5 separate regions of the Mus musculus genome follow, and all the other regions are linked to region 4. A link is a contact called in public promoter capture Hi-C data. All regions are on one chromosome and are shown on one strand. Each heading gives the region's core, a stretch centred on a gene start, on an enhancer-like site or on the middle of the called end of the contact. The rest is flanking DNA. Distances are from core to core; before and after follow the strand shown. Region 1 holds the start of Rassf6 (Ras association (RalGDS/AF-6) domain family member 6). Region 2 holds the start of Ccni (cyclin I). Region 3 holds the start of Cxcl5 (chemokine (C-X-C motif) ligand 5). Region 4 holds the start of Rchy1 (ring finger and CHY zinc finger domain containing 1). Region 5 holds the start of Septin11 (septin 11).

What was found. Promoter capture Hi-C pulls out the DNA fragments that hold promoters and counts their contacts. Capture Hi-C pulls out chosen DNA fragments and counts their contacts.
Region 1: a promoter capture Hi-C map of liver shows a contact between it and region 4, with 6 times the contacts expected there. The contact joins the promoter of Rassf6 here to the promoter of Rchy1 in region 4. A contact is called at or near these places in 3 of 39 promoter capture datasets (the C10 cell line, hippocampal neurons and liver) and 1 of 115 datasets of contacts at active chromatin or transcription factors (pancreatic cancer cells).
Region 2: a promoter capture Hi-C map of liver shows a contact between it and region 4, with 3 times the contacts expected there. The contact joins the promoter of Ccni here to the promoter of Rchy1 in region 4. A contact is called at or near these places in 6 of 39 promoter capture datasets (the 3T3-L1 cell line, the C10 cell line, erythroid cells and 3 more), 2 of 484 Hi-C or Micro-C datasets (CD4 T cells and regulatory T cells) and 2 of 9 other capture datasets (adipose tissue and liver).
Region 3: a promoter capture Hi-C map of liver shows a contact between it and region 4, with 6 times the contacts expected there. The contact joins the promoter of Cxcl5 here to the promoter of Rchy1 in region 4. A contact is called at or near these places in 4 of 39 promoter capture datasets (the 3T3-L1 cell line, hippocampal neurons and liver) and 2 of 115 datasets of contacts at active chromatin or transcription factors (large pre-B cells and pancreatic cancer cells).
Region 5: a promoter capture Hi-C map of adipose tissue shows a contact between it and region 4, with 2.6 times the contacts expected there. The contact joins the promoter of Septin11 here to the promoter of Rchy1 in region 4. A contact is called at or near these places in 2 of 484 Hi-C or Micro-C datasets (B cells and CD4 T cells) and 1 of 9 other capture datasets (adipose tissue).

Annotation. Positions count from the first base shown.
Region 1 is chr5:90,639,231-90,644,603 of GRCm38.p6, forward strand. It overlaps Rassf6 (Ras association (RalGDS/AF-6) domain family member 6), which reads right to left and starts at 1,297. Exons shown (of 11, transcript NM_028478.3): 1 at 1,157-1,297.
Region 2 is chr5:93,203,602-93,208,589 of GRCm38.p6, forward strand. It overlaps Ccni (cyclin I), which reads right to left and starts at 2,894. Exons shown (of 7, transcript NM_017367.3): 1 at 2,313-2,894. 2010109A12Rik (RIKEN cDNA 2010109A12 gene) reads left to right here and starts at 2,917. Exons shown (of 3, transcript NM_029363.1): 1 at 2,917-3,122; 2 at 4,498-4,593. The coding sequence starts at 3,079.
Region 3 is chr5:90,757,616-90,762,535 of GRCm38.p6, forward strand. Cxcl5 (chemokine (C-X-C motif) ligand 5) reads left to right here and starts at 1,683. Exons shown (of 4, transcript NM_009141.3): 1 at 1,683-1,945; 2 at 2,074-2,209; 3 at 2,352-2,435; 4 at 2,838-4,010. The coding sequence starts at 1,828. The coding sequence ends at 2,898.
Region 4 is chr5:91,961,091-91,965,838 of GRCm38.p6, forward strand. It overlaps Rchy1 (ring finger and CHY zinc finger domain containing 1), which reads right to left and starts at 1,978. Exons shown (of 9, transcript NM_026557.4): 1 at 1,540-1,978. The coding sequence starts at 1,629. It also overlaps the pseudogene Thap6.
Region 5 is chr5:93,091,578-93,096,522 of GRCm38.p6, forward strand. Septin11 (septin 11) reads left to right here and starts at 1,839. Exons shown (of 10, transcript NM_001009818.2): 1 at 1,839-2,020. The coding sequence starts at 1,994.

The DNA of each region.
Region 1 (5,373 bases), core at 47-2,546, 1.3 Mb before region 4:
GCTGAAGAGTTAGAGCCCGACAAAGCATGAGCACCAGACTGTTAGCATATAAAGAAAGTCACCATCATTTGACTGTAAACCATTCAATATGTGTTACAACAGAAGGGCTTAGCCCAGATAGTCTAATTTGATGAAAGTCATTCAAATGCAGTCTTTCATGTGAAGCATAAAGGCCAGGGCTTTACAGCATAAAATAGATAGTAATTTTCTCACTACAGATGCTTTTTATTTCCTCAGAAATAAACACCACTTTCACAAAATAAAAGTGGATAACATTTAAGTTTAAACTGGCCTTCAGGTAGGCTAAACACTTGGAAGTGAGGAGAAGCCAGGCAGTTTTACCACTACAGAGCTGCTGCTGCTCGCCCATGGTCACCAGGTCAGTCTCACAAGCACTGTTCCTCTTCCAGCATCCTCAGGGTCTGGTGTTGTCTGTCCAGCTCAGGTCAGTTTGTCCTCCCCGTCACACCCATTTTACAGATCTGTAGATTTGTGGGCGGTGACATACGATGCGATGCCGTTTGTGGAAGAACTGCCACCTGTTTAATCCCCACTAAAGTGCCCTGAGACACATGGTATCATGTTTGTTTTATAGATGCCAGACTTATGAGGCTTAGATATGGGAAGTAACGTTCAAAGTGACAAACTAGTAAGTAGCAGACACAAGGCTTGATCCTATGACTCTCCAGCTTCAGAATCTGGATGCTAACTCACAGATGCCCTTGTGATTACGGTCATCCTAACATTGTTTGGTGAGGTCTTCATTATATCTCAATCCCTTCTCAGTGAAGCTGATTTACCTTGAAGAAAGGAACATTTAACTGACCCCTCAAGTTAAAGGGTCTTTCCTTTACGATGTAGTCATGTATGACAAACTTGAAACACAAGAAGCAGCTAAGGTAAAAGTCAACGAGCTGGCTCTTTGGGAAAGGGGAAGGCAGGGTGGTCTTGCTGCTCCAAACGCCCCTCCCCACTACTGTGTCCTAACCCCCTCACGCGCTTACCTTCTCCAGGAGAGTATTCTGAAAAAAAAATTCTGATTTAAGGCCAACTCACACTAGGGCTCAGGTTGCGCTGATGCACGCACGGGTTTACGCTTCCTGACTATGGATTTCAGTTTCTCTAGACCGCTCTCAAATGCTCCCCGCACCCCTACCTGGTGTGCCTGTGTGTGGACTGAGCGGGGCTCTTCGCTTCAACCTCCAAGTTCACCTGCTTTTGTGCCGGGCAAAGGAGACTCTTGTGACCAAGCAGCGCGGAGCCTGAGGTGGCGAGCTGTCCCTTACAGTAGTGGGAAGGCGGAGCTGCCTGCGGGTGACAAGGCGTCCTTGTCACTCACCTGATCACTCACCTGCTCCGAGCCGAGGCAGGCAGTCAGGGTGGAGGACACATGGCTGGCCCCACAGTGCTGCTCCAGGCAGAGTTTCGCAGCCCCAGCGGCAGTTAATTATTACAAGGTTGCCCATCGCAGGGGGTGTGAGCAACCTGAGCCACGCCCAGTGCCTCAGTGCATGTTGGGAGTGTTTACTCTGTCCTTGCGGCCAGCAGGTACCCTGCTCTCTGCAGTAGTGGACTGATGGTGGGGACCTTTGTCAGTGACAGGCTGCAGGATCTTTGCTAGCCAACTGTGCTGCAGATAAACGGCTCCAGCTAGGACTCTGCGTTTTGTCTTTGAAAAGTTAAGTTGTCTTTCAGCTTGTGATTTCTTAATTTTCTTTTCCTTAGTCTTGGCTTTCTGCCAGCACCTTTGCACCCAAGACTTTTTTTTTTTTTCCTCACACCCTTAGGGTGTGCCAGAACCTTCCAGGCAGCTTGCAACATCAGGGCTCATGTGCCTGGCCTGACCACCTGACTTAAATTGGGTCTTGGGTAGCCGTATTATTATTTTAAGAGAAGGTGAGGCAGGCTTGACTTGTGTTCTCTGAGGTGGAATGCTGACTGAACTGAAGGTCTGACAATGACGCTAGAGCCCCAGTGCTTGTTTGATGTGTCTATACGGTGCCTTCCATAGGATTCTAAACTCACGCAGAAAGGGTCAGACAGTCGAGTTAGCCTGTGGCCATTGAAAAAGGTGAGGGGCTTTGAGATTTAACAGGCATTGGTCAAAAGAGGTATCGGCCATCACTTGTACTAGCTTGGCCACGTTGGCTCACAGTATACTGGTGTGTGGTTGCTGGCGTGGACTGACCTTTGGATGATAAAGAACAGGACCTGCAGTGTTTACAGCTCTGCTTCTACAATGTCTTGCTCAGATCCTGGCTGCACCCAGTCGCCCGTGCTCAAACGGATCTCCTGTTTGTTTTCAGTGTCTGGGCAACACTGGGTTTCTGCCTTTATCTGCAGCCTTCCCTTTAAATACTTTATCCTCGTGTAGATGTATAGTTTTTCTGTAGACTGTAAAGCCATATAGCATGCACAATGTGAAAAATTTCAAAAACACAGAAATGAAACAAAAATATTTACAAATCTATCTCTGGAATAAAATTATTGTAAGCAGCGGGCTGACTGTCATGGCTGACATATTTACTCTGGGAACATATCTGAAGGTGGCTGCATAGTTTGCTCTTCTATAACTTATCTTTATCTCATAAAAGATATTGTGAACAATTTACCATATGTCAGGGTGGGTTAATTTTTTTCTTACAATGTATTTTAACTAGCGGCACTGTAATATGCCATATGCATAGAGCATTATTTATTTAAGCAGTTCCTTATTGAGAGGGAGTTTTATTTCTAAACAACACTACAGCGAATTTTTACATGTAATTGCTCTGAACTGTGGTTACGACCTTACAACCTTCAAAGTGAAGTAACAGGATGAAAAAGGGTATATACTTTAAATTATATTAAAATTTATTTTACTTTTATCTTATGAGCATGGGTGTTTTGCCTGTGTGTGTGGACACCATCTGCTTTCTGTGCCTGCTGGGGCTAGAAGAGGGTATTGGATCCCCCAGCAATGGAGTCACAGACAGTAGCGAGTCACCATGTGGGTGCTGGGAACCGAACCTGGGTTCTCTGCAAGAGCAGCAGGTGCTAAGTCCTTAGCCATGCCTCTAGATTCTAAAAGTTTTCTAATCCAAAGAATAATTTATTGATTTCATAATCCTAGGGTAATATGTGTTCATGAGTTATTGTACTTCTTTCCAATTATTACCAGTTTGAAAGTTTAGAATTCATATTTTATTTTATTTTATTTTATTTTTTGAGACAGGGCTCACTTGATAGCTATTCCAGTCTCCAACTCTCGACCTTTTGGTTCATTTCCTTAGTGCTGGGATTCAGGTTTATACCATCCTCAGCTGATAAATGCTGTAAATGTGTACAGAATTAGTTACTAGTAAAGTCGAAGTCTTTCTTACATTAACCTTGCATATTCGCTTTTTTTGTTTTTGAAATTTTCTCTTTGCCCATCTTCCTCTTCTTTAAAATGTGTCTTTACAGAGGAGACTTACAACTCTACCTTGGATACGCCGTGGCTTGACTTCCCAGGCTTTTCATTTATAGCCTAGTCTTGTCTGTGATATTCTTGACATAAGAAAGTTTCAAAAAAGTAATCAAATCTATTTTCTTTGTTATTTTGAAATTGAGTTTCATAAACAGCTTTTCTGATGATCCATTTATGCATTTTCTTCTAGGGTTTTCTTCAGATATTTATTTACTCATTAAATTCTACCCATCTGGATATCTTACATTAAAAAGATAACATTGGAATGCCAGGGCCAAAAAGGGGGAGTGGGTGGGTAGGGGAGTGGGGGGGTGGGTATGGGGGACTTTTGGGATAGCATTGGAAATGTAAATGAGGAAAATACCTAATAAAAAAAAGAAAAAAAAGATAACATTTAAATCATACTTCATTTTTCTAAGCTCCTCAACTTTTAAATAAGTCATACTTATCAAATCATACAAAGTATTGATTGGCTCCACATCAAGACGGGAATCCTGTATGTCTCTAGTTCATCCCCTAAGCCTAGAACAGGGCTCAGCAGGCCCAGCCTCTGTCAGCCCTTGGTGCCGTCCTTCTTTTTCTCCTCCCATACCCAGCAAATTGGTGAGACCTGATACAATATCTCCACTGCTCTCTCCCTACTTCAGGACAGCACGGTCCTGGATTGGACACTACAATGGCCTCCGACGGCCTTCACTGTTTCCTTCGGTTGCTCATGTACCATTCAGCCAGCAGGATCTTCTATAAACTATTCTCATCGCATCAGACCAACTTCCTTTGCTAAAAGCCTTTCTAGTGGTTGCCCCATACCTGTGGAATGAACTCTAAATCTGACCTCCTTACTAAGACATAGAAGGTCTCGCTCACCCCTTTCAGCCTTGTTGACTCTCTGCTTTCCTGGTGTTTCCTGTACAGTCTTCTTCAGGTTTAGCTTTTCTCCTGGAACAGACCAGCCTTGTTCCGGCTTTACTGCCTTAGTTCTTGGTACTGCATCTGTCAAGAAATCTTTGCTCTGGTCACAGCGTCTTCTCACTGTTTCTATTTTCCCTCAAATGCTAACTTCTCAGGGAGGCCTTCCCGATGACACTCTTTTGAAGAAAGTCTCCATTCTATCCCTACCACAGCACCCTTTTTTTTTTTGTTGTTGTGTGCATGGAGGTGCTCATTGCCTAAACACATCTTACATTTCAGGTAATTTCTTTATCTTGTATATTTTCTCATTAAAACGTAAGCTCCAAGACAGAGCTGATGCTGCGGTGGTGTGAGTGACATGTCCCCAGAGTCTCAGGCATTTGAACACTTGGTCTCAGTGGGTGGTGCTGTTTGAGGAAGTTTAGGTGGGAGAGCCCTGATGCAGAAATGAATCAGTGAAGGTGGGCCACCCTCTCCTTCCGCCATGCCCGTTGTTTGCTGCCATGGTTCCCAACCACTGTGGACTCTCATCTCTGGAACCATGAGCCCAAAGAAACCCTTCCTCCTAGAAGTTGCCCTTATCATGGTGCTTTATCACAGACACAGAGGAGTAGCTGTCTTGGGTGTCCAGAGTAATGTCAGACACATGTGGAGGCTCAAGAAGTCTTACATCGACTCATAAATGAATAATGGTGACGGGAAATATGTTTGGAATAAGCAAATGTACATCATAGTGTTTCCTCACTTGAAATGGCACTTGATACAATAAACAAATATAAGGTGGAACTCGAATTTACATCTGCCTTTATGTCCCGTATACATGCAGTGTCACCAGTTCCATACCATTGGCTGGAAGAACAACTCAACCTGACTGTCACTTCTAAACATTCCTTGATTATTTTTGCCTTGTAATAGCACGAATAATGGCTCCCTATGGAATACTAAGAGTTAACTACATATTTACTCTATTTACTGTAAAGCTTTATCAAAATCTTCTAGGCCTGATATATGAA
Region 2 (4,988 bases), core at 1,644-4,143, 1.2 Mb after region 4:
ACATTCACAAGACTATAAAATGGGCAAAAACTTAAATATGCATAGAATTAAGTTGTAAATTATTTGTCAATATTGTAGGAGAAACATTTTTACACTCCTTTAAGACAGCTGCTCACAGGTAGCAGGGAATTCAGTTTTTGCTCCTTTTACAGAAAACTTACAGGTCTATCCTCTAACATATAAGAGATTTAAGCTAAATGAATAAGGAATTTTGCTAACATAAACCCTTAAAAGTGTCATGAGAACTTTCCTGTTATGTAGCCCAGGCCAGCCCTGAATGCCCCACCTCAGCCTCTCAGGACAACTCTTATTTTAATGATAGAATTTTATTGTTTCTTGTTCATCTTTACCCACTATTAGTTACATGCACAAATGTGAATTATCTTTTTAGTCTCTAAAAACAAAAGGGCTATAGAGGTTGGGCATCCCTTATATAATGTGTCCAATTTTTTCATATATTGTATGTGTGGTTTTAGAATATTTACATATACATAATTAGAAGGGAATCCAATATAAATATGAAATCCATATATACCTATATATATGCCAGATAATTTTCTATAATTTAAAAATAATTTTTCACTTGTGAACTTATGAAATTACTTTCCACAAATTTAGGGTGCTCAATTTGATTTTTGCTTGGCATATTCTAAATGAACTGTTAAACTTTAAATTTTCCTTAACATTTAAAATAGCTTTACATATTCCTCCCATTGTCTCAAATACTTCTATACTGTTCATGCTTATTAAAAGGCTTAGATTTTGCATTAACAAGCTAGCATAATGCTTACCTTACATCAAACTGTACTACCAACATACATCCAGGACCCCCTGATCTTAAGAGTGGAACACAATGCCGGTAAACAACCACATTAATAGCAAGCTTCATCAATACATAATTATCCTATTATGGTGATCACAATGCCAACTCTATTAATAATCCTGTACTGACTGTTGACTTCTGGTCCTTCCTTCCTTTTCTGAACAGAGAAGATCAATGTGAGCCTTTAAGGTTTTTGTAGCTACTATTCCCTCCTTGACTTTATGAACCAGCAATACCGGGTCATAGGCGATCCCACATCACCGTCTAGAATTGTGCAGAAACACACTACCCTGCCTTTCTGTATCCATACTTGGACATAATCCTGCCTTTGTATGTAATTACTGTCATGACCATTGCTAGACCTGCTTTCTCAACTAATCATGAGTATCTTTACCACTAACAGTTTCCAAACTTTAGCACTGTACCTCCCTGCCCCCCAAATCACAGCTTACCCTTGTCAGGTGCTTATCAATAGCCCTCAATGCTTTGCTACTACTTGGCTAGCTATTGTTCATATTACTCTAAGTAATCCTTGTTTAACCCTATGATGGTGGAATTACTAAATCCATTTAAAAGATGAACAAACACACAGGTAGGTTGAATACTCTTAATTTTTAAGAATTACTTGACCAGAATAAACAAATACTCTTGGCTTTTAACCTAACCCTTTTTTTAACCCCTTTTAAGACAGGGTACATACATATATGTATGTGTGTGTATGTCTCCATCCCTAGCTGTCCAGAAAGTTTCTAGGTTTACCAGGCTGCTGTTCAAACACTCAATGGCTCTTCACTGACAAAGTGAAACGTAAGTATTTTACTTTGCTATTCTAAGACCTTCAGTTGATCCATTTACCTCGTTGATCTATTTACCTCACACTTTCCACGAATTTACTACACAATGTTCAACTTCTGCCTAAATGACCTGCGGTGGAGCAGGCTAACTCTGCAGAGAGCATTTAGCTCTTGCAAAATTCGGCATTTTTCTGTCCTTTATGATGCAACTCAGTTCCCTCACCTCTCTAGTTTCCTCCACCGGCCCAAGCCCTAGACGACGTTACACTCCCGCGCGCGGTGTGTGGGTGGCGGGGGGGGGGGGGGGTAGGGCAGAGGAAGATAACTATTGGCTTGACATTCACAATACTCTGCCCGGTAAATTATGTTCGGTGGTCACGAGGGATCGGTGGCTTCTGTGGGTGGGGGTGTGTCACCTTCTTTATTAGCACTGGCTCGCGGAGCCTGGAACTGGCACCCCAGTCGGTGACGGGCTGTGGCTACAAGTTACTTGGGGACCAAAAAAAAAAAAAAAAAAGAAAAAAAGGCCGGGCTCAAAGGAAACCCACGCAGCGCTGCCAGAGACGGCGAGGGGGTCCCCGAGGTGCCCAGGAAAGGTTCGCCGAGGGGACCGGTCCTCGGGGGAGCGGCGCGCGCCCCCGCGAGCTCCCACTCCAGCGGCGCGCACGGCGACCGCGCCGCGCCCCCGCCCTCACCTTCTTCTTCTCCTCCTCTTCCTCCTCCTCCTCCTCCCCGGCAGAGCTGTAGGCCTCACAGTGGTGACGCGGGGTCATCCGGGGGCCCGTTACCACCTCATGATCCTCGGCGCGCGGCAGCGGGGCGCGCGGGACCAGGGCCGGGCCGTCTGAGGAGGGAGAAGAGGGCAAACCGGGCCGGCGGGCGCGGGTACTCGGGCGGGACGCACGGCTGCGGCCGAGGGGTCACTCAGCGAACTAGTTCCATGATGACCCTGGGCCCGAGGCCGCCGCCGCCGGTCCCGCTCCTCCGACCGCCGCCGCTGGTGCCCGGGTGAGGAGGGGGCGCCCTCTCGCCATAGGGCGGCGGGGGCCGGGGAGAGGCGCGGGGTGAGGCCGGCTCTGCCCCTGCCCGAGGGAAACGCCTCCGAGGGGAAATGGTGGAAGGGGGGAAGGGGAAAAAAGAAAAGAAAAGGAAGGGGAAAGGGGGAGAAAATAAGAAAAAGCGAGACAGAGGCGCTGGCGCGTCCGCTCGCGGGGGAAGGCTGGGGAGGGAGGAGCGTACGAAAAAGCGCCGGCCGCCTAGCCCCGCCCTCGCGGACTGATTTCGGCCGCGCGTGTCTGTAAACAACGCCAGTGTTCTCGTCTCTTCCTGGCCACCTCCGGTGTCCCACGGACGCATAGGAGAGTTTGAACAAAGACGAACTTCCGTGTCTTATGGACGCACAGGAGAGTTTGAACAAAGACGAGCTTCCGGAGACGACCTGGGGAAGGCGCTGGGACTGGGATGAAAAGGGAAAGTGCATTTTGTGTGCACAAAGAGAAGGAAAGGTGCGCGGACTCTTTTTCCTCGGGCGCGCGGAAGAACCCCCGCCGCCTGTTCGGTGACGTAAGAGGCTTGTTAGCCGAGGAGGCGTGCAGTGGCCGGAGAGTGTGCTGCGCATGCGCCTCTGGAAAGAAAGGAGCCTAGCCTCAGGGAAGGGTTTCTGGGTGAGCGCCTGCGCCCAACCTAGAGTCTCCCAGTGTTTCCCAGCCCAACTTGTCCTTAGCCCTCCTGAACGAATTTATTAGACGTGGATGGAGATCTTTTGTGTAAAGATCACATTCTTTGTTGACCTTACGCAAAATTATGTTGTCCCGTTCCTATTAGTGAGTAAGGACATGCATCTTTTTAACCATCCTGTGGGTGATGGGAGACTGAAGCACTTTAGAATTAAGAAAATTAAGGGGATCATATCCTGCGTGCTTAAGGCTACTTGTAAAAACAGTGGATTAGACTACTGACGGCTTGGCTGTGCGCCAATGGAATTCTAGTCATGAGCCAGTATGTCTAGTATTTCAGGGTCCTGTTTATCACTAACTAGGTCCTTAACGAATGTGAACTAAATGTGTTTTATTTACTTGAGTACTTTTTACTCCAGTTGGTAAATTTTGCAAATCTTACAATGGTTCTACTTATGAAAAGAATGCAGATAGCTTTGGGAAGAAGGGGAGACCTGGAACTTAACCATTTACCTAGTCAAGCATTCATTTTACATCACTGGAAAAAAACAAAAACAAAAACAAAAAAAAAACCCGATCAGGTTTTTACAGAACTGGAATTAGCTTGAAAACAAAAGGCTCCTGTCTTCAAGGAGTTTGCAACTCAGGCACAGAGATACCCATTGATCACTGTATGAAATTACCCAAAAGACTGTTTTACTCTATAGCCATCCCCTCCCCATATGAACTCATGGATGGCCTGGATCTTGTATAGTTTGTTTTATACTGCATTTCTGTATGTGAAAGGCTCTCAGTATTTGATTTCTGACCTCATAAACAAGTGTCAGTAGCAGAAGGATTAAGATGGAAAATTTCAGACCAGTGTGGAAACGCCTTTAACCTGCTCTGGGCTCTCAGTAAAGGTTTCTCTGAGGAAGTGACATTTAAGATGAGTCTTGAAACCACTGGGCAAAGAAAAATATAGGCACAGGAAGCAACATATGGAAAGCACTGAAGCTTACATTGCCTCTGAGACTCAAGGGGCAGAAAGCTGAGGTCAGAGAGGATTCTATAGGGCACAGCGGGGCTCAGGAAGCACTGGAGGGTTTTAAGTAGGTTCTACGTGTGCCTGCATTTCCCACCCCCATCTAGTCTTTTTCTGTATTGTTACACGTTCTTTTTTTTTTTTTTAATATGACCAACATTTTTTTTTCCTGGATAAAAGTCTCAAGAGTATGGCCTTTCTGCATAACTTATCGTGGCACAACTATTGTGACACCGTGGAATCGTTTCTGCCTCTCATTTCTTCAAGGAAGACTGGGTAAGAGTGTAGCACAGCAGTAGTGGCCGTGTGTATGTGTGTGTGTGTGTGAATTCATATATATGGGAGCTGGATAGATGATTCATTAGTTAAGGGCAAGTACAAGACCCAAGTTACAGTGGCTCACAGTGATTCACTCCTAGTCATCTGATCCCCTCTTCTGAACTCCATCGGGACCTGCAGTACGCAGGTGCATAGCTCCCATGCACATATATACACATAATTAAAAATAAAATATGCATTCTTAAAAAGAAGTTCTATGTGGATGGTCACAGAAGCATTGTTCATAAGAGGTAAAAGATAAAGCAACAGAAAGTGGTTTCTCAGCTGCCTGGTGTTACGTGTATATCTCCATATCTTACCGTGGATTAAATGGCCACTAGCATTCATGAACT
Region 3 (4,920 bases), core at 433-2,932, 1.2 Mb before region 4:
CACAACTTCCCATTAGCTTCTCACAATGCGATCACCAAACCTCCCAACTTCCTTCAACTAGACTAAGTTTCCTTCCAGAATGTAAGTTCGAAAGTCTACCACCATTTCCTGCTCAGCAATGGAGGTGTTCTTATTCCGAAAACAGACGAGTGGGGTGGATGGCGGTTCCCATGGTTACAGGGGACAAGAAAAAACAGTTTCTTTCCAGGACTATATGTGTAAGGCTGTCATGTTTACAGACTTCCTCTGCCGGCCTACTACATGGCCAGAGGTTTTGAGAACCATCCAGAGAGGAGATCTGTTAAATCTCTATAAAGAAAGCCAGGGCACCACTTAATGTTATAACCGACTGCCTTGGTATGAAGGCCTTTAGTTACAGGAAGTCATCTCATCTTTCATCACCAGGTGGCCCCTCCAGGGTCCCCACCCCCAACCCCCGCCAAGCCCCTGGGGAAAGCATCCCTCCTCTGAACTCCAAGAAGTTGCTTGGAGGGAGTCAGAACGGATGCTATCTTGCTGGCAAACTGAATCAAACCCTTGCACCAAACTCGCAGATAAGTCCCACGGATGAGTCCCTCAGCTGCACCAACCTCCTTTAGCTTCTACCCACTGTCAAATCCCTATCTGGCAGGGGAGCCACATTAGAAAGCACAGCAAGAAGCCCCTGGTGTTGCCTCCGGCTCCAAGCACAGGACAGACTGCTCCTAACTGAATGGCAAAGGGTGCAAAGATTTTATCTTCCTCCCAAAGCAATTTGCTGAGTCATCTGTGAAGTTGTTCATTAAGCCAAACAATTACAATAGCAGGGCTTCCAGTAAGCAGCTTTTATTTTGAAGGCCATTCATGCAGCTGGTTTAAGTGGAAGTCAAAACACTTTCATAGTTTCTTGGCTTTCAAAGCTGGCAGAATCCCAAAGAATCAATAAGTAATCCACACACAAGGAGAGGGCAAGGTTTCTTTCTTTCTTTCTTTCTTTCTTTCTTTCTTTCTTTCTTTCTTTCTTTCTTTCTTTCTTTCTATTTATTTATCTTTTCAAGTCCGGGATTACATTTCCTGAATAAAAACAGTCTTCGTTTTAAAAACACACATTTCAAATGTATTTTTGTTTATGAGCATGTGTATGTCTGCTTATCTGTCTGTGTACCAAGTAGATGCATCTGCCCCAAGGAAGCCAAAAGACGACGGACGTGGGGTTCCCTAGACCTGGGGCTAGAGAAGCTTGTGAGCAGCAATGTGGCAATGTGGTCCTGCATGGGTGGGTGGGTGGGGAGCCAAACCCTGGACCTCTGCCACAGCAACCAGTTCTCTTAAAGGTTGAGCCATCTCCCAGGTGTCAGCAATAGTGTTTGTAGTAATAACAGTTAAAGACCTGTGGAAGGTTTTCTAAAGTCAAAACTCCTTCCTTTGGCTCCAGTCTTCCTACAAGGAAAAGAAGGGCATCCTCAGAGCTCTGTCCTGCCTTAACTAGCCCTGACCTAGGAGAGGGAAAGGTCCTCTAAAGGAGTCTGACCCAGAGCAGCAGCCTTCTGTTCCCGGGGCAGGACTACAAGCATTCTCCTCCGATTTGGCAAAGAGCCACTCCTCCTAGCCATCCTCCCGCCCCAATCCCATTGCCCAGCCCCTCTGAGCCCCCCACCTCCTAACTCCAAGTCCAGGGAATTTCCCCAGCATCTTCAAGCTCCAGTTTCCTGCCTGAAGGAAGAGAGAGAACAGATAAAAGGGGTGCAGTGGGTTTGAGAACACCATAGTGCTCTGTAGAGCCCCAATCTCCACACCTCCTCCAGCATATCCCGAGCTGGTGCTCCCTGGTCCGGGATCTTGTCCACAATGAGCCTCCAGCTCCGCAGCTCCGCCCGCATCCCCAGCGGTTCCATCTCGCCATTCATGCGGATGGCGCCGCTGGCATTTCTGTTGCTGTTCACGCTGCCGCAGCATCTAGCTGAAGGTGAGGGCGCAGCACCTGCGTGGCGCAGGGTGCCTGACCCATCCGGGCGGGCCATCGCAGTCAGCGGGTCCCAGGAGCGGGGAAAGGGGCTCTTCCAGCATCCTCCTATAATCTTGTCTCTTCCACAGCTGCCCCTTCCTCAGTCATAGCCGCAACGGAGCTGCGTTGTGTTTGCTTAACCGTAACTCCAAAAATTAATCCCAAATTGATCGCTAATTTGGAGGTGATCCCTGCAGGTCCACAGTGCCCTACGGTGGAAGTCATGTGAGTTCTGACTGTGTTCTGGGTGCAGGTGATCTTGGGAGATGGAAGTCCAGGACACCCCCTGCCCTACCCACATCCCTTATCCCGGATTCTTCAGTCACCCGGGCTCACCTGTGCATCCTCTTTTTTTCCTCCTCCGCAGAGCTAAACTGAAAAACCAGAAGGAGGTCTGTCTGGATCCAGAAGCTCCTGTGATAAAGAAAATCATTCAGAAAATATTGGGCAGGTACTTGCTATCTTAGTCTCTGCAGCGGGCAAGGTCCTTATTCTCCCTGTATGAGTTGAGGCTCCCATCCCACATTCGAAACTGAGCTTAGAATAAAAGGATTCAGAAGGGAAAGTTGTTATTCTGGGATGTTGCAATAACCCAAAACTCATCTCTCTCTCTCTCTCTCTCTGTCTCTCTCTCTCTCTCTCTGTCTCTCTCTCTGTCTCTCTCTCTGTCTCTCTCTCTCTCTCTGTCTCTCTCTGTCTCTCTCTCTCTCTGTCTCTCTGTCTCTCTCTCTCTCTCTCTCTCTCTCTCTCTCTCTCTCTCTCTCTCTCTCTCTCTCTGTGTGTGTGTGTGTGTGTGTGTGTGTTAGGATAAACTGAAGAATTTTAGTTACTGATATAAGTCTTTTCTCAACAGTGACAAAAAGAAAGCTAAGCGGAATGCACTCGCAGTGGAAAGAACGGCCAGTGTTCAATAGAAAGATTTCTGAGGACTCTGACCCCAGTGAAGATAAGAAGAAAGGGCTGATTCTCTCCACCCACGGATTTTCTTTATGAACTCCCTGCTTTGATGAGAAAAGGGAAACCATTGTCCCTGAAGCTTCCTGCTCATCTCACAAGTGTATTTAGCAAAAATATTTCCTATTCTTTCCTATCTGTCACACTATCGGAAATTGTGATACTTTAGTGTGTAAGTCAAGAATCATTGGTTGTTAACCTTTCAAAATGTCTTGAACTGAAGGTGACTATTGCATTGTCTCCGGAATATGTATATGTATATGTATATGTATATGTATATGTATATGTATATGTATATGTATATGTATATGTATATGTATATGTATATGTATATGATGTATATGTATATGTATATGTGTGTGTATATATATATATATATCCTTTGTAATGTTCATGAGAAGGCAATGCTGTCATACTCTCTCTCATAAAATGGGGACCTCTTTTACTGTTGTTTCTTGGGTGTGTTAAGAGTGTTCTTACGTCTGAGCCTGGGCTGGCATATAACTTTTATGGTTTTAGAAAGCTGCTGTGTCATGCAGAAACCTATGTAGAACACAGTTCCTTATTTAGAATTTCTAAATGTGTAAGTTCTAGAAGGATCAATGTGTTCTCATCTTATAATTTTAGACATTTGATGTCTTCGTAGTATGGCATAATGTCATGACTTACTCAACAAACTGTATACTATTTATTAATTATTAACTAGTTTATTAGTATTACTATTTGGGCCACTAACTATATATTTTAGATAGTATATATTTTAGATAGGTGAAGAAGGTAAGAAGCAAGGAAATTCCTTACCTAGTTTTCATAAAAAACATTTAAAAGTTATTTCTAGGGAGAGAAACTTTAGCAAATATCTATACTCTTAGAGTTTTGAAAACATACTTAACATGTTTGAATATGGATTGCTGAGATATTTAGATGTCTGTAGTGTGTCTTTTAAAGAGTGTGCTTTGTTATAAGGAGATTAATGAATTCATCACATCCATTATTTTAAGCCTGTACATCTTATAGTGTCTCACTTCTTTATATTACTCTTTTGAGGAAAATAAAGTAGCTCTAGATTCCATTCATGTTGTCTCTGATTTCCTGTGATGGTGACTCTCATTACCCCGCATGCATTCTACATTATGTACAAAGTTAGCTCTATGGTTCCTTCCTTGGTTTGCAGAAAGGTTTCTTCCCCTAATTCCTTGCACCATTTCAATCTCTAAGCTCATCTGGGGCATAGTAGCTTCTGGGGACCTTAGAAAAAACAAACATTCTAAGACTTCCCCAACTTCAACCCTTGGCCAGCTTCTCTGCTGTAGTTCAGCTCTCAGTTGAGTACAGGAAAGTGGAGGGTCCAGCTTGGTGCCTTGAGAGGCAGTGGAAACTCTGAGAGTTGGAGCCCAGGTGGGGATTTAGATCATAATGGGCCTAGCTCTCAAGGGGAGGTGGGGAACCCCGGCCCCTTGGCTTCTTTTTCTCCCACATAACCCCCATGGGTGGAAAGGTCTGTGTCCTCTGCACTCCTGCCAGAGATAAAGTGTTAAAGCTGATTCATCATGAAACCAAACCTCAAACCTTCAAAGCCAGGTGCCAAATAGGCTTTCCCTCCTTTTACCCATTTAAAGTCCACCATAGAAGAAATTGCTCCAGTGTCTGGGAGCCGATTAGCACACTCCGAATTTCCTAGACATAAAAATCAATGTAACAAAAGCCCAGCAAGTATGGTCGTGTCTCCTCTCTCACATTGTGCTTCTCAAGCTTTGCGTCTCTCTCGTACTCTGTGCTGTTGGGCGTTGGGTTCTCTAGCCTCGCTCATTCTATCTCATTTGCTACGGTTCTACCTGCAACGGGCTTGCTCCTTTTTGGCCCACAAGGGCAAATTCACAGTTTGGCACCAGCAGTACCTCTCATGACGTTTTTCCTGGTCATTCCTAGCTCAGCATCTTTAGATACTAGATAGAATGAGGTACAACAAACGTTGCTTTGCC
Region 4 (4,748 bases), core at 728-3,227:
AGAAAAACAATGCTTGGACACTCAGAGAAAAAGATTTTAAGTGTTGTGAAACACAAATTTGGTTGTGCAATTTCTTTGCAGGGGTGGAAGGGGAAGGCCAGGTATTAAATTCAGTTTCATACCACTTTGAAACTGTAAAAATATTTCAGTAGAAATGTAACCAAAAGAATATTTAATTCTTTATACAACATTAGATAATTGACCAGTCTGAAAAAATTCATCCAATGCAATGAATGCTCACCAGGCATGGCCTACAGAAAAGGGTTTAAGTTGCCTTACAGATCTAAGCCTATCACTTAGTCCTAACTTATAAGGTCAGTGACCAGCAGAGCTGATTGTGAAGGTGGCGAAGGAGGAGTTGATGACCACTGTGGGTGCTAGTTAATATATACTCCTAGTCATTTCTGGGGACACACCTCTTAAAACACCACATGTGCACTCTAGCATGCAATCATCACATGGTTTATAAAAGAGGGACTTTCCCTGTTGGCAGAGAAGGCTGAACCTAGAGACTCTCTGGTGAGGCCAGTACTCTAGCAATGACCTATATATACCCCCAGCCCCACCTCCTTTTTTTTTTTTTCTTATTTGCATTAGCATCTCCTGGCTGGTATTCCTTCTGCCTCTGCTTCACAAATAGCTGGAAGTATGCATCTCCTGGAGCTACAGGCCTTTACCACTAAGACCAGCTTCCAAACTTGTATATTTTATATGCAAGCTCTTTAAAAAGTAGCTTGCTCCAAATTACACAGCAAGTTAAGGACAATCTAAACTATGAAGGGAAAGCTATAGGATTCCAAGAGTCAAAGTTTCTTCTCAGTGGGAGGCGACTTCTGAAGACTGAAGCCAAGGCCTTCAGCATTATAAACTCAATTCTAAGGCTGAGTTATAACCCCAGCTCAAATCTCAGGCTTTCTCAACAAAATATTAAAACTGCTTCTTAAAAAAAAAAATCAGGTAAGTCTTAACTGTGTGAGAGTCATTTTTAAAAACTCTAGATGACTAGAACGTCTCAAGCAGGAAAAATGACAGCATATATGTATTAGGCACTCCTCCAATATCCAACTTAATGGCAATCACCCAACTCTCACTTCACACAGACATTTTCTCCTGGACAGGTCTGGGCATATTCCTAGACAAAAAAATGAAGCTGACAAGCCATACTATAAACTTCCTACACGTACAGAAATTATATTCTGATTCTTCCCTTGCTTATGCTTTCATCACTGCATCATACGCACTTGACAGAAATGCCAAGGCCCTTTCACTTCCTCATTCTACTGTCAACCGCAAATGACGGATAAACCCACAAGGGAGGTGAATTTAAGCAAGGGCCAAGTCTTTACAAACAAGAACTTGGCTTGCAGCGGCGATCGAGTACAGAGCTCCTGCTCGCCTTGCCAAAACGTTTCCTGCAAGGAGAGCCCAACTCCAGATGGCAGGTATCCTGACAAGCAGCTCGGTCTGAAGCTTCTGCCCAACCTGCCCTTGCCAGACCCGACCGCAGCTCATCGAGGAGGTACCCTCTAAAGTCGTCACCTTGAGGAGACAAGCTCTGTCATAGTGCTCGCAGCCCCGCGGCCCCTGCGCCAGGTTGCGGACGCCATCTTCCCGCGCCGTCGCCGCCATCTCCTCCTCCTCCTCCTCCACCACCTCCCCCTCACCAGCCACTGAACCTTTCCCCCAGCTTGGAAGCCACGCCTTAAGGAAGCAGAGTCGGTCGGACACCCGCTCCTCCTCGGAGCAGCGGCCACCAGAGTCAGGAAGGGGGGGTCCAATCACGTGATCTGCAGCATCCGGATTTCCGGTCCCTGGTGTAAGGGGTGGAAGCCAAGTGAGACGCTTAGTCCGTCGTCCACGTTAGTCGCTGTCGTCACTGCTAATGGTAGTAAGTCTTAGGTTGGCTCTTTTTCCCCGCCCCGGCATCGCTGCCAGCCCTGATTGCGGGCGAAGGGGACCGCTGCGTCGTCTGGCGGGCGCTGCTGCGAGCCGCCGGCGCCGGTGAGGAGCGGCCCCTCCCGCGGCTGCTCCGAAAGGGGGCGGGGCTCGGCGGCTGCGCGCGCAGGTCCGAGTGCCGGCGGCTGTCCCGGTCTCCTTTTTTCCCTGCGCCCCCTTTAGAAAATATTGTGCTGTCACCCACCCAGGACTTAAGAACGCAAAGTGAAAAACAAGTAGCCACGCCACGCCCCCGTGGAACTCACAAATGGGGAGGGGGAGAACGCCACGGCATTAGATGAGGTCACAACTTCCACACTGGAAGGACAGTCCTGTGTGGTGTCCCTGGGGAAGGAGACGCTCGAGCTGAAAGTTGAATGGCAAACAGTACGCCAGCAGGAGTTAGTGTGTACCAGACCTGTGGGAGAGAAAAATCTGGCCCGTAAGAACATGAGAGAAATAAAGAAGCCTGCAGAGTTTGAATCTCAGACCTCAAGGTGCATAACTTTATGTCCACTCTTACAAAATACCAAGACTTAGAGCATTTTATCAGCAAAACTTCAGGTGTTGGGATCTGGGAGAAGGGAGGCAATTGTCCGGGAGGAGATGCCTTTAGCTTAGCCCTGGAGTTACTAACTCGTTTTAATTCTCTTCCAGTTGTGTTAGGAGTTGCTAAAAACATGGTGAAAGGTTGCTCGGCCATTGGATGTGCCTCTCGCTGTTTACCAAATTCCAAGTTAAAAGGACTGACATTTCATGTGTAAGACTTTGCTGTACTCAAGCCAGATACTTTTAACTTTTTACTAAAAATGATTCTACCAGAGTCTGCAGTTACAAGCTTTTGTTCCCAGTCTTTTTAAAATAACCTTGTTAAATTTGAACTGACAATGGTCCCTTTATAATGTGCAAGTTTCAAGTGCCAAGGAATGAAAGACCAGATAGCACCCCCACCAAAAATAAAATACCCCCACGCACAAATTGTCAGGCTCGTCTTTGCTAATGTTTGCATTCTAACTGTGTTACGGTCTCTACTGTTCATATGTCGATCATCATCTAACTGAGGGCTCTGTTCAAATACCCATACCTTCTTTTTAGAAATAGATGAGGTGGAGTGGTTCACTGTAAACTACATGTTCAGATCAAGGATTATTTAGCTGTGTGAGTTTGAGGATTCTAATTTAGTGTTTAGCCATTCCTGTGACACCCTAGGAAGGGTCTAATAGGATTTAATAAGCATACTTAGGATGTTCGCAGCTTTTGTGAAGCACTGTTATTACTAGGGAAAGATCTAGTTACTTTACTAGGCAGGGAAATAAAAAGAACCTATGTGCTACCATGTCCCAAAACAATATTGAACTAGCTTAGAAATGTTGAGAAGTCTGATTATTGCCTCCTGTATATGTCAAAGTAATTGTAGCTCCAGAACCGTAGACGTGCCAGCTGTTCTCCGCATGAGTTCATAAGGCATTTATAGACCTGCTATGTATGAGTTGCTATACAAGTTATTTTCAGGTTTGACAGAAAGGAGGAAGTATAAGAGGCCCTCCTATTCATTGAAGACAAATTCTAGGTATCACCTCAGAAAGGGAAAGGCCAAAGGTATTCTTCAACCGCTGTAGAGAAAGAAAAACCTTTAATTGCAAATCTTGCTACAGGCTAAATGTCCACTGAAACATTCATATGCTACTATAAAAATTTAAGGGCTGGTGAGATGGCTCAGTGGGTAAGAGCACCCGACTGCTCTTCCAAAGGTCCGGAGTTCAAATCCCAGCAACCACATGGTGGTTCACAACCATCCGTAACGAGATCTGACTCCCTCTTCTGGAGTGTCTGAAGACAGCTACAGTGTACTTACATATAATTAAAAAAAAATTTAAATAAAAGCCATATGTATGAAGAATGATTGGCAGAAAAATCTAGATATTAAAACTGAGCTATGAGGCCAACAGAATGTCTTAGCAGGTAAAGGTAGTTATCACAAAGCCTAATATATGTATGTATATATATATATATATATATACACATACACACACATATATAGCTTTAAAATATATTCTTACTGTTTTGTAGATTCCCCACAGATGAAAACATCAAAAGAAAGTGGGTATTAGCCATGAAAAGACTAGATGTGAATACTGCAAGCATTTGGAAGCCTAAAAAAAGGAGATGTGCTGTGTTCAAGACACTTCAAGAAGACAGACTTTGACAGAAGCACTCTAAACACTAAGCTGAAGGCAGGAGCCATCCCTTCTATCTTTGAATGTCCATATCACTTACAGGTTTGTTAAGAGCTGTGAGCACTCATCCCGGTGACAGTTCTGAAGCCCCTTCAGCACCCACGTGTTCATTCAAGTGTGCTGCTTGCTTCATTTGAAGCATGTTCTGTGAGGGGTTTGTTTGTTTGTTTTGTTTGTTTGTTTTTTAAGACAGGGTTTCTCTGTATAGCCCTCCTGGCTGCCCTGGAACTCACTCTGTAGACCAGGGTAGCCTCGAACTCAGAAATCCGCCTGCCTCTGCCTCCCAAGTGCTGGGATTAAAGGCGTGCACCACCCAGCTCCTGTGAGTTTTCATAAACTGTAGCTTTAGCTTTTATGATGCATAGCAGGAGAATTTGGCCAATAGCCTCTCATAAATATACATTACCACGGTCTGGGTAAGTAAACTGATGTAGAAAATTTGTTTTAACTCAAGAGCTGGTGTCTAAACAACAGATTGAACTGAAGTTATCAGATTGGTAGTTATTAAGAACTCAAGAGCTCAAGCCGGGCAGTGGTGGCGCACACCTTTAATCCCAGCACTTGGGAGGCAGAGGC
Region 5 (4,945 bases), core at 589-3,088, 1.1 Mb after region 4:
ACCTCTTAACGGCCTGGTTCATCTGCAACAATGGCTGGGGTGAAAGTAAGTCACAGTTCCTGCCTGTTGTCATCTGAGGTTATATATAGCACCGGGCCTCTCCTTTTAATCTTAAAAGGTTTAAGTTTGAATAAGAAATTATTCGCACCCCCACCCCCCACCCCCAACCGAAGAACAAGAAAGCACTGCATTAGAGTCACAGAGGAAAGGTAATTCTTGTTTTTGAGAGCTCTTGCGGAGCACTCGAGTGACATCTTACAAACTCGACACTGTGTAACGGTGTAAATGAGGTCCCTATTCTCAAAAGACATCTTCTCTATAGAACAGGGAGTAATCAGAACAAGTTAGTGCTGTTCAGGTCTGAGTGAGCCAGAATCTGGCTTTACATCAGAGCCTTCCTCTTTCAACACACTCTTCCCTAGGTTCCACCGCCAAGGGTGGAATTCACTCTAGGCAGCTTCTAGCTCCTCACTCACCTACCAGAGCAGCCCAGCATCAGATCAGCTACTGGTGAACCAGTGCTAGTCACTTACCCTCAGCCAAAGACTGGACAGAGAGCATCTGAATCCCGTAGCCAAAAGTGGGTTCCCAGAAACTTGGATGTTTGAAGTCTCAGGTATGACTCTCAGATGCCCGCCCTAGTTCTCCCCCCACGCCCCTGCCCCGTGGGCGCGTTCATGTGGGCTAAATACAGCCCTTCCCTTGCCTCTTCCCCTGCGCTTCAAGTCACCTACTTTCCTCAACTCACGTGAGTAGCTATCCTCACGTGATCGTGGGTCTACCATGCGTGGACACCCACAGCGCATTACACTTCTCCCTGTTAAGCCTATGTCAGATGTATGTACAAGGACCCCGCCATTTCGCCTGCCACTCAGACACTGTAATTATTCCAACATCTGCTGGGGGTGGGGGTGGGGGGAAGTCCTTCTTAGTGGTGGAGGAGCCCTCCCAGTTCCCTGTGCTGTGAGTCGCACCCACTTGTCACCCGCTTCTCGCCTTCGCTGTGCACCACACCCCGCAGCCAGGATTGAGCTTGCACGCCTCCGGGCCCTGGGTCATCCGGTCTGTCTCCGGGATCCAATATCACGTCCACTGACCTCTTCGCACCAGTAACCTCTCCAGTGTGACACGGTGGGAAAAGCTCTGGAGCAAGCTCACAAACGGCTTAATTTTTCCAGCGAGCACTCAAGTTTTTTTAATTAATTAATTAATTTCCCTGTCCCCAGCAGCGGTGGTTGGGTCGTTCACGACTAGGTCCTCTTTTTCTGGAAAAGCGGTCCCCAGCCCGGCCGCACACCACAGCGACGGCTTCCAGCAGCTGGTTTAGTCTCCTTTCTGATGGAAGGCCCAGCAGACCGGCAATTCTTTCCTCGTGGGGCGCGCTCGGCCCTAGTAAGTTACCCACCGCACCTTCTAAGAGGGCTCCTCCGGGTGGGGCGTGTCACCAGGTCAATTTTCCAGAGGTACAACCTCTGCACCCTGCGGTCCCCTAGCCTCCCTGCCCCACCCCATAGCAGCCCCAGGTGCCGGCTCCGCGCAGCGCGTGGCAGCTCGGGGTTGGGACCTCCGCGCCTAGGCTTTTACGCGGACCCCAGCACGTGTTGCAACAGGGGGAGTGTCGGGCAGTGTCCCGGCACAGGACGCTTTAATGGGACGGAAGAAAGCCACAGGAAGGAAGGTGGCTGACTTCAAAGCGTATCATCTTATCAGCTGACCAGGATCACGGTTCACCTGCTGCGTTCGTCTGCTCGGCTGGGGCTGGGGATCTCTCTGCACCCCCGTCCCGGGGCAGCTAATGGTCGAGTCCAGGCGGGAGGCCATGTTGCTGGAATAAAGCGGGCGGGGCGGCGCGGGCGAGCAGATGCGGCTGGAGGCGCGCGGGAGCCGGGCGCGAGCAGGGCGCAGCCGCGAGGGAGGCGCGGGGGAGGCCAGCGGGAGCCGGAGCACCAGCAGCAGCCAGTGTCGGTAAAGAGCAGCCAGAGCCACAGTCGCGATGGCCGTGGCGGTGGGGAGACCGAGTGTGAGTACTGGGGCCTCACTTCTCTAGCGTGCTGATCCCGGGGCGCCGGGTGGTCTCCGCTTCGGGGCGCGTGCGGGTGGAGACTTGCGGGGATCAGGAGGGGGGCTCTGGGTGGTGGCTGTTGGGGGCTGTGGGTGTGTGCATGAATTTGGGCGCGCGTCTGGGGCGGAGGGGAGCTTGGGGAGCCCGCAGGCTCAGAGCCTACCTGATGCAACATTAGATCGCTTTGGCGCGCCCCTGTTTCGGGGATGTGGGAAGAAAAGGACCCTTCTGTGAGGCGCCCTTAGAAGAGATTGCTTGAGCTGCTGCTTTCCCCAGCTACCTCTCTCTCACGGCGCACAAGGCTTAGCTGGTGACAGAGGAGGAAGGCGCTGACTGAGGAGGGTTTCCTCGCGGTTCTCTCGCGCCCTGGGGGCGATCCGGGCATGAGAATTGGGTGCTGAAGCGCTGTGTCACACGGCCGTAGAAGCGGGTCAAAGGGGTGGGATTTCCGTGGTGGTTTACTCCCCCCCCCCCCGGGTGCATTGTGAAATTCCGGACACCCTCAGGCGCCCACCCGGGTGACCCGGGCCCTGCCCAGGATGTGGACAAAGCCCTAGGCACACACACACACACACACACACAAAGTTTTCAAAGGGCTCCCTTTCGGGGTGGGTGGAAGTCCTGAAATACTCTGCGGCTGGCAGGCCGGGGGCGGCAGTAGTGAATACGGGGCTCCGGGAAGAGGAAGGGAGGGTGCGTGCCTGGAGAAGTGTCCCAGCACCCGAAGTCAGAGAGGGGATGCTCTGGGCTGGGGTACGCGCCACGGGCTGTGCCTCTGGGAGTGTAGGCTCTGGGTTTCCAACTCCGGCAGCCAGCTAGAGCGAGTAGGACTTTGAGGATGTAGTTTAGGGTCTGCTCTCTAGCCTAGGGTGAAAAGGAGGGAAGGGGCGGTGGCGGCAGTGGCCGCCTTTCCTTTTTATTGAAAGGAGCCAAGCCCAGTGGGAAAGGCGGAGTCCTCTTCTCTCGGGTTTTCTTTGTCAACGTTCATTGCCCACTTTTGCCTGGTCTGCCCTGGGGGCGACTCCGGGGGAGTCCTTCCCTGGCTAGTACCCCATCTTTTTTTTTTAAATTTTCCCTTTCGAACTTTGCAGCTAGCTTCAGGTGGTGGCCTGACATTTTGCAGATACAGAGAAAAGTCTTAGATGTTGAAAGCTGCCAAACCCCAGATGCTGAGTCTCTTGGCTCTCCCCACTTACATCTCTACACACACACACACACACCCTTCTGCACCCCCTGAGGAGTCTTAGCCCAGCAGGAAGTTCATGGGGTCACTGCAACATTACCTCAATTTGATGGTTTTGCTGCAGTTTGAGGTTCTTTGAAAGACTTTTCCCCCCCACAATCAGAAAATGTTCCCTGGTCATCATTAAGTGTTTGTGTGGGTCTTTTTAGACCTTTCAAACTCTGTTAAATGACACATTCTTAAGAATTTTGGCTTCCTCTTCAAAACACAAATTATGCCCTTGTTGATTGGTGCGAGGCTGTCCTTACTGAGGGGATTTGCTTAGTCTCTGGGCTGACCTCTTTATTACTATGGTAAGGAAATCAAGGTTAACTCTTGGCCTTATTTTTCAGGGCACAGATTCAAAGAACTAAAATAACAATGTATGTTTTAGAAGCCTCTGCAAGTGTCTGGGAACCCACTTATCCTGTGTAGGGGGTGGTCCCCCCCCCCCCCCCCCAGTAACACCTATCGCCAGTGCATTCTTGAGGGCTGGGGGAGGTGGTCGGAATAATTTGCTGCACATTTCCAATAAATTAGTAAGTTCATCTATGTCAATTAAATAGGAACAATATGTGAGTTTGAGATTTAGCTGTGTGGCTGTAATTATATCCAACTCCGTGTCTGCCCGCCATATGTGAGCTTACAACCACAGAGTCCTTCCTTGTGCAGGACCTTTCGTTCAGATAGTAGGGGAGGGGAGGTTCTGAAGGCATGTGGATACAGAGAAGATCCCTTCTTTATGCAAATTCTCTGTCGTCACTGCAATTAAGATGGAATTACTTAAAACCTGAACATAAGACACTGGTTCCCCAGTCGTAGGAGTGGTCAGGAATGGACTCTGAAGTCGGATAAGACTTTGGGGAGACTGCAGAGCGTGGTCAGACTGTTTCAGTTTGTTCTCTGGAATATGGAATTGGTGTGCTCAGAACAACTCCCGTGAATGCAGAAGAGTCCCCAAGCCCAGCTCCTAGATGGCTGTGCTGCCTCTGTAATGTTGACATTTTTCTACCTCTCCAATCCTTCTATCTGCTCTGTGGTTTGGACAAAAGACCGAAAGGGGATGGGGAAAAAGAAAGAGGTACTATGAAGTGGACTTATTCATGAATGGAGTTCCCTTTAGTTCTTTAGAAGTCATATAAAAAAAAAAAAAAAAGAAAAAGAAAAAAAGAAAAAACCAAAAAAACCAAAAAACAGAGTTGTTGAGGAAGACATAAATCTTTCTTCTGTCTGTACAAACCACTGCTCCCATCCAGAGAAAAAGAATGTAATCCGAGGAAGGTGCTCTCAGTTTTAGACATTGTAGGGTGACATTTGCTGTGAGTAAAAAGTCAGATTTAACAAACAGAGGTACTTGTATATAAATGTCTGGGTTTTTGTGGTGGTTTTATACCATGTTGTGAATTGAATCCAGGGCTTGTGTTTCTTGCTCAGCCTACCACTGAGCTACACCCAGTTCATCAGATGCTGTGTTTTCTGTATCATGAAATGTATATAATCAGTTACAAATGCTTACCTTTCATGACTAGATTCATACCTCTCTTCAGTAGAGAGATACATTGTTAGTGACCAGGCAAAAGGTGTAGGTTTAATGTGGTACTGTTTGTTCCATATTTAATCTGCATCCCTAGCTTGTCCCATGTCCCCACTGGCCTTGGGCC